Linked DNA regions of Sus scrofa: region 2 is linked to region 1. The links are chromatin contacts, called in public Hi-C maps. All regions are on one chromosome and are shown on one strand. Each heading gives the region's core, a stretch centred on a gene start, on an enhancer-like site or on the middle of the called end of the contact. The rest is flanking DNA. Distances are from core to core; before and after follow the strand shown.

Evidence for each region. Hi-C and Micro-C count contacts between places; a contact is called where the count stands out from the background.
Region 2: a contact with region 1 is called in a Hi-C map of retroperitoneal adipose tissue, with 2.0 times the contacts expected there. The contact joins the promoter of DPYSL3 here to the enhancer-like site in region 1. A contact is called at or near these places in 10 of 47 Hi-C or Micro-C datasets (adipocytes, embryonic fibroblasts, fetal heart ventricle and 6 more) and 1 of 2 datasets of contacts at active chromatin or transcription factors (skeletal muscle).

Annotation. Positions count from the first base shown.
Region 1 is chr2:148,726,120-148,729,694 of Sscrofa11.1, reverse strand. All of the region lies in intron 2 of DPYSL3 (dihydropyrimidinase-related protein 3), which reads left to right. Among named protein-coding and RNA genes, the nearest start is that of DPYSL3, 49 kb to the left of the region's middle. Within about 2 kb of position 1,999, at least 37 of the 83 cell types and tissues checked have an H3K27ac peak or open chromatin away from gene starts, as enhancers often do. A contact at or near this core is called in retroperitoneal adipose tissue, skeletal muscle and subcutaneous adipose tissue, where this site is marked.
Region 2 is chr2:148,775,370-148,778,944 of Sscrofa11.1, reverse strand. DPYSL3 (dihydropyrimidinase-related protein 3) reads left to right here and starts at 1,890. Exons shown (of 15, transcript XM_003124066.6): 1 at 1,890-2,482; 2 at 2,485-2,705. The coding sequence starts at 2,326.

The sequences.
Region 1 (3,575 bases), core at 750-3,249:
TTTGCAGTTGGAGAGAAGAGGACCCGGTGTGGATATATTTAAAAGACAGAACCGAGAGTACTTCCGGACAGCTTGGACGTAGAGTGCAAACTGGATTAGACTGGAGGGGAGAAGTCAAGTTTCCAATAATGACAAACGTTTGGGCTGAGCAAGTAGAAGACAGCAGCCTTGATTGAAGTGTGGAAGTCGATGGATGTGGTAGATTTGGTGGCCAAAATTAAGTTTCTTTGGGACCATAAATTAAGTCACTCTGTGTCTCCCTCTCCTTCTCTCATAGTTTCCTGAGATATTTCAAGCCAAGTACTGCCGGGTATCCAAGGAAAACCATTCAGAGTCATTCTCCTGTGGAAAACATCCACACTGGGTCCACTCCTCGGTCTCTTGGCCAGACACAGAGGCATCCTGTGTTGATTGCTGCCTTTCTTCTTGTTCCTTGAATAAGCAAGGCTCAGCCAAGGAAGGCTTTTCCCTTCAGACTCATCTTATTAGACACTTGATTTTGATTTAAGAAAGAGAAAGATGATTGAAGGGGATGAAAGAGGGGAAAAAACAGTGTTTGTTGTATATTTCTGCTGATGGCAACAGCTTGAACCGATTAGCTGGTTATTAGGCATTCCTGTGCCTGGCTTTTCACAGCAGTCTGATGCAGAGAAGCACATCACAAGTCTTACTTTGCTTGGTTTCTTGTGTGCAAACCTGACCTCAAAGAGATTAACCCAGTCTTGTAATTTGAAACAACAGACATCGCACAAAATCATCAAGTGATCAAAAATATGGTATAAATCTATTTAGTAGAGAGTGTTCTGGATTATAATGACAGCAATAGAGGAGATAATTAGGATGTAAGAAAGGAAAAAAAAAACCCTGACAAACCCACAGAATTGAAAAAAAAAAAAAAAGGCAGCGGTATTTCTTTAGGATTGTAAATGTCCCCTACATATTTTTGCTTTTCCTGAGGAGAACTTGCAAATTCCCTTCACTTGAGTTTGGGGTGGTAACATCTATGAGAAAGACTCTGAGAGACCTCTGCAGGGTTGCCTAGTATGTAGTTAATTCTCTTTTTACTCTGTTCTAAATATAATCCTGCTCATTTGCATGCCAATCCCCAAAATGCTTTGTAATTTCACAACTCTTGGCTACTGGTCTCAGCCCTTAAGCTTTATGAACAAAGCAAAATGTTTAGGGTGTGCCTTTGGCTTTAGCCTCCCCCCACCCCCACTCCCACCCGCTGCTTTTGCAGAAGAGTAGGGGAGGTGACCTTTGCTTTGCACTCATCCTCCAAGCCAGAGTATCACAGAAAGCTGTGGACTTTCCCTGTGAAGACTGCATTCAGTCTAGTTACCCATGAGTAACTGGCTGCTGCCTGGATTAACTCACTTGAGAAGGAGTGTTTCGGGGGAGGGGGCAGCTGCTTGCTCTGCCCTTTGATTATGTGTTCAGGCTGGTTCATTTCGGGTTTACGGGAAGCTCAGGCTGGAGTATTCTGGAGCCTTTTTCTGTGGATGCTTTATATGGTGTCTCTGTTGCAGCAGAAGCCTTCGAGTTAATGAAGAGGTGTCCCAGAGTGTGGTCAGTGGCTCTGTGCCATCTACAGGCTTTCTGTTTAGGGGGCCCTTAGGTTCCGCAAGAGGGTGGGGTGGTGACAGGAGACTCGTCTTGAGAAGGTTTTGTGATTTTTGGAGAGCAAGCCGTTTTTGTTGTTATCAAACGGTGTATTTGGCATTATTTTTTTCAGGAGAGCTGAGAAAGCTCCCCCATCCGACTGCCCCTCACCCCCCAGGGTGGGGATGTGGCGCCAACCACAGCGGCTCCTGCAAGCATGCCTCCCTTGGCGGTTGAATCCTCAAGCCATGCCTCCCTTGGCGGTTGAATCGAAGCGGGTAGCAAAAAGATATTACGTTGCAGCCTTGAAAGGTCACGGTTTTGGTCCTAAGAGCACAGCGACCTTTGTCTATCAGCCCTGCCTGTAATAGAGGAAACTCCGGATCGTGAGCAGCGCCCATCGGACCGCGCACACATCCACGGCTGCGCAGTAACGTGGCAGGGCTGCTGCCTTCTCACTACAGGTGTTTTCTACTCTTCACTCTCCGTGCAGCATTAATGCTCTTTCTTGGATTCTGAGCCAGGCAGTGGAGTTTAAAGCACATTATTTTGAGAATGATTTTTACGTTACAGAGCTAGCTGACACGGTGCACCCTTGCAGCGCCCTGAGAGTGAGTGGTTGCTTCATCGTTTTGGGGTCTGTATTTTCAAGGTCTTGGGATAGCAGCGGCCGGCCAGGCTGCACCAAGTCTGACCGGGATCGGCTTTCTAAGGGATCGCGCGGCGGGTGTACACACCCAGCGGCCAGGGAGGCGGCGCCGGCCTCCGCGGTAACAAAGGCAGCCGCCGCCGCTTCCAGCGGGGGTGGTGGCGGAGAAGGGGTTCCGGGAGGCACATCCGGAGCAGTCTCCTTTCTGAAAAGAGGGTAGGGAAGGCGGGAAATCGGACCACCGGCTGATCGGAGGAATGGGTGTTTTCCCGGGCTTGGCCGGTGGGGCTAGGAGGGCGATGCTGGTGCCTTTCTCCCGACACTCAGGGCTGCAGCATCCCCGCCCCGAACAGTCCCTCGCGCCCCCTGGTGGTGGCGGAGCTGGCTGGACCGCCGCTCCTGCAAGTCACCAAAAAAAAAAAAAAAAAAAAGGAAGAAAAAGAAAAAGTGGGTGAGGCAGATGCAAAGAGGAAAATCAATAGGGATAAGAGAGAAAAGGGAGGAGTCGCAGATCAGCCATTCTTGTCTTACGGGGTCCCAGCTGGCACCGCCAAAGGAAAGAAGAAAAAAAAAAAAAAAAGCCCGGGCGTGAACGCGAGTGGAGGAGGGTGTGTGTGGCGGGGGGGTCGGGGGTGAAAGGGGGACCAGGGAGATTTACTATTGTCTCTGGCAGCCGCCGCGGGAGCCGGGAGAGGGGCGGAGGCGAGAGGAGGCGGCGGCCGCGGCCAGCGCACCATTCGCTCCACCTGATCTCGGGGCGCTGTGCGCTGAGGAAGGCGCAGGCGAGCAGGAGCAGGAGCAGAAGGAGGGAGGGAGGCAGCTGCTGCAGCCACCGCCGCCGCCACCATGTCCTACCAAGGCAAGAAGAACATCCCGCGGATCACGGTGAGTCGGGCGCCGCCGCCTCCGTGGCTCGCTCGCTGGCCGCTGGCTGCACCGCGGGCGCGGGCGGCTTGGATCTCGGCGGCTTCCCTGCACGGGTCCCCGGGGAGGGACGGGGGACCCAGGGTCCGGGGAGTGGAGAGCAGCGGTCAGTCCAGCCGGCGCGGCGGGGCGCCACCCAGACGGATCGACCCTGGGGTTTGGGGAAAAACTAAACAAAGAGGAAACCCAAACAGTGGCGCGGGGGAATTTTGGATTATTTAGCATTTTTTCTCACTACGCGGCATTTATAACGTCTGCACGGCCCTTCCTGGACCCCCGCGCCACCTCGGGTGTCCGTCTGTGCTGCCCCAGGCGAGGTTTGTTTTTTGTAGAAGGTTCCTTTTGGCGAGGCGGGGTATAGAGAGGTGACACCTTTCTCTAGGGATACTTGGTAGCCCGC
Region 2 (3,575 bases), core at 641-3,140, 49 kb before region 1:
TCTTGGCTCTTGGGATTATCTGACCCGATCTTATTTACCATGAGTTTCCCCCCATTCGAATTCTGTTCCACAGAGCAGGGAACCCAGGACAGCGCTGGACCCATAACAAGCCCCCCCCCCAACAGTCCGTAAATGAATAAATGAGGGGAGGAGAGGTTGAGAGCAGTGGGGAAGGGAGGGAAATAAACTATGAGAGCAAAGCGGGAGGGAATGGCTGGTTTGACTGATTTCTCACACGAATTTCTGGGTCCATCCCCAACCAGCATTTCTTAAAAAGGTGCAGCTATCCAGAGGAAGCCGGCTTAAGAAATGAGGCGTAATTTTGATAGCACACAGACAGTTTTGCAAATGCCTTTCTACTCCCTGGGGTAAGCATAACTGCTGTCAACTTACTTGTCTTTGATCTGAGTTCACAGCACCTTCCACCCCTCAAATCTTCAAGGATGTCGCAGGCCTGTCACTGGGGCCGCATTTTCCAATATTCTAATTTCCCCCTAAATTGGAGTTCAGAGTTTCATTTCATCCGCTTCAGGGCAGGTGCTTTCAACGCTGTGTCTGTGCACAAAGCCTCTGAGAGGAGCTGCCACTGTGGCACAGGGGGTTAAGGACCTGGCATTGTTGCAGCTGTGGCTGGGATTCCGTCCCTGGCCCAGGAACTTCCATATGCTGTAGGTGCAGCCATTAAAAAAAAAAAAAAAATCTACGAGATACTTATGGGCATTAAATGAATCAATACATATATGCAAAACAATTACACTAATGAGTGGCACACAGCAACCGTGCCATAAATGCTCCTTATTGTTGTTGTTATTATTATCCACTCATTCCAAAGGGATTCATGGAGTACCTTAGGTGCCTATAGATATTCTAGACTCAAGATATTCAAAGGTAAACTAAACAGACCAGTTTTCTGCCTTCATGGCGCTTATAATACAGTGGAGAATTCAGGAAATGAAGTTGAACATGTTGGGCAGACTGTCAAGGACTGAGCTACCCAGATGGAGGGTGTAGACCACACTCTGGGTGGGGACAGGCCCCCATCTGCCTGTTTAACACCCTCAGGCTGCTGTCTTCTAAAGAGCATAGGAGGCCCTCAGTTCTGATGGATGACTAAATAAAGTCACAGGGGTGACTTTCCAAGAGGGGGCCCAGTTTCGGGTGGGCATTACAGGTTCTGGGTTTGGGCTGGGTGTGCAGATGCCACGCAAGCTCTGCAGTTCCTGGACTCTGTGTTAATGTGGCAAAGTTTGGCTTAGAGGGTCCCTGGGTGGACGCGGGGGAGGGGATGACGTGGGGAAAGCATGTACCAGAGTAACACTGTGTGCGCGCCAGGGAACAAGAACCTCCAAGTCTCTGGTTGTACATTCTGGAGCTAAGTCTGGACTTGGGGGGAGGGCCGGGGGAGGGCTCTGACCTCAGTGTGTGAGGTATTATCCGCCAGGGGGTCGTGGTCCCAGAATAGGGAGGGTATTAAGAGTATTTTGCAAGGCATGTCCGTGATCTGTCATGTGACGGTGTGTAAGACAAATTAAGAGGGGATAAAAAGCAAAATCTAAAGGGGTGCCCATCAAGGAAGAAGGGGTTTAAGAGTGGGATGCAATGACAGGCTTTTGTGATTATCCATGACGCCCCTCCCCAACCCCCCACGAGGAAAACCTGTAAATTCGGGAGCTCCTTGCGTGAGGGTGCAGGTTGGTGAGGCAGATTCTAGACCTGGGAGCAATTGGGAGGCCATTCTAAGAGCAGGATGCGGCCAATCTGGGACTATAGGTAAACAAAGTCCAAGCTTGGGAGTCTGGTAAACCTGAGTTTCTATGTGTGTCGACTTCGCTTTGAAATCCAACCGCCTGAGCGGGACAGAGAGGTTTGTGCTTGTAAGGCCAACTGGGGAGTAGTAAAGCACGGCTTGTGCGCACGTGTTGAGTGCAGCAAGTTCTTGAGTGTGAATCTGGGGGTTGTTGGGCAGCGGGGAGTGTGCGTGTGCGTGTGAGCGCGCGCGCGCGCCAAGTTGCATTTCTCCTGGGATGGGCGGCTGGGACGCGTGATCGCCAGAGGCCACGTTAGGGTCCCCAGCGCGGAGGAGGTGCGGCCGGCGGGGCGGGCGGGCGGGCGAGCGCAACGCGCAGCAGCTCCGGCCCCCGCGCCGCGCTCGCTGGCTCGGGGCTCGCTGGGGACTGGCAGGAACCGGAGCAGCACTGCCGCCTCTGGCGCGAAGGCTCAGGCGCCTCCTCCCGCCCCAGTCACTGTGGCTCCGCGCACGCTGCCGGCAGCTGCCCTTTCCGCCTCTCGGGAAGAGGACCCGCGGGCCGCCGTCGCGATCCAACCATGGCCTCGGGCCGCAGAGGCTGGGACAGCTCCCACGAGGACGATCTGCCCGTGTACCTGGCCAGGCCGGGCACCACCGACCAGGTCCCGCGGCAGAAGTACGGCGGTATGTTCTGCAACGTGGAGGGCGCCTTCGAGAGCAAGACGCTGGATTTCGATGCCTGAGCGTGGGGCAGCGGGGCGCCAAGACTCCCCGGAGCAGCCAGGGCAGCGGCCGCGGCTCGGCGAGCCGCCCCGGCGCCGAGGGGGACACCCCGCGCCGGGGCCAAGGCCGGGAGGAGAGCCGGGAGCCCGCGCCCGCGTCGCCCGCGCCCGCCGGGGTGGAGATCCGGAGCGCCACCGGCAAGGAGGTTTTGCAGAACCTCGGCCCCAAGGACAAGGTAAGGGGGGCCCGGGTCTCCTCTCCGCCTGCCCGCGTTCCCTTCCCAGCCCCGGGGCGCCAGGGCCCGGACACAACTTTCTCCCGCTCACTTTGCACGGGAATGGAGGACGAGGGGGAGGAAGCGGGCATCCTCCGCTGGGGGCAGCGAGACCTCCCAGCCGGGATCTGAATGATCGGCGCGTCCTCAACCGCAACGTCTTCGTGCGCGCGGGACGGAGGCGCGTGGGTCCCCCCCGCCTGGCTGCCGCGTCCCCGGGCCATCGGTTCTGAGTGGGTGTGTCAGTCCGGCCAGCCCGGAAGGCTGAGTGGTTTCCAGCCCTTCTCTCGGTCTGAGTACCCAGCAGCACGATTGTCTTGGTGTCCCCGCTGACGCTAGATTAGATCTCAAGGGTCATCACCAGGGCGGCGGGCAACGCGGTCTTGGGAAAACAGGGGGTCGTCGCCATAGTACCCGGATGAAAGTAGGGGATGGGCGGTACCCCCCCGCCCCCTTCAAACATCAGCCCTGTCCCTGAAACTTTTGGGTGTGGAGCGACCAGACTAAACACCCGAATCCCCATGCCTCTTTTCAGTCCTGGATTGGCATTTCCCATCTGTGCTTGTAAAGTGTATATTTGTGTGGGTAGTTTGGCACAAGCCTGGGGACCCAGCTTTCTGGCGAAGAGTATTATTGTGTTTTTGAAAATCAGCCAGAGTATGAAGGGTGCACGTTAAAGTAGCACCAGCTGCAGGTTCGCTGCTGCTCTTCCATGTGCCAAAGCCAGTTTCTTCTGTGTGTGTGTGTGTGTGTGTGTGTGTGTGTGTGTGTGTTTGAGACACTCAGGTCACCCTGAGCTGACTTAAGATATGGCCCTGAAATCCAGCTTGC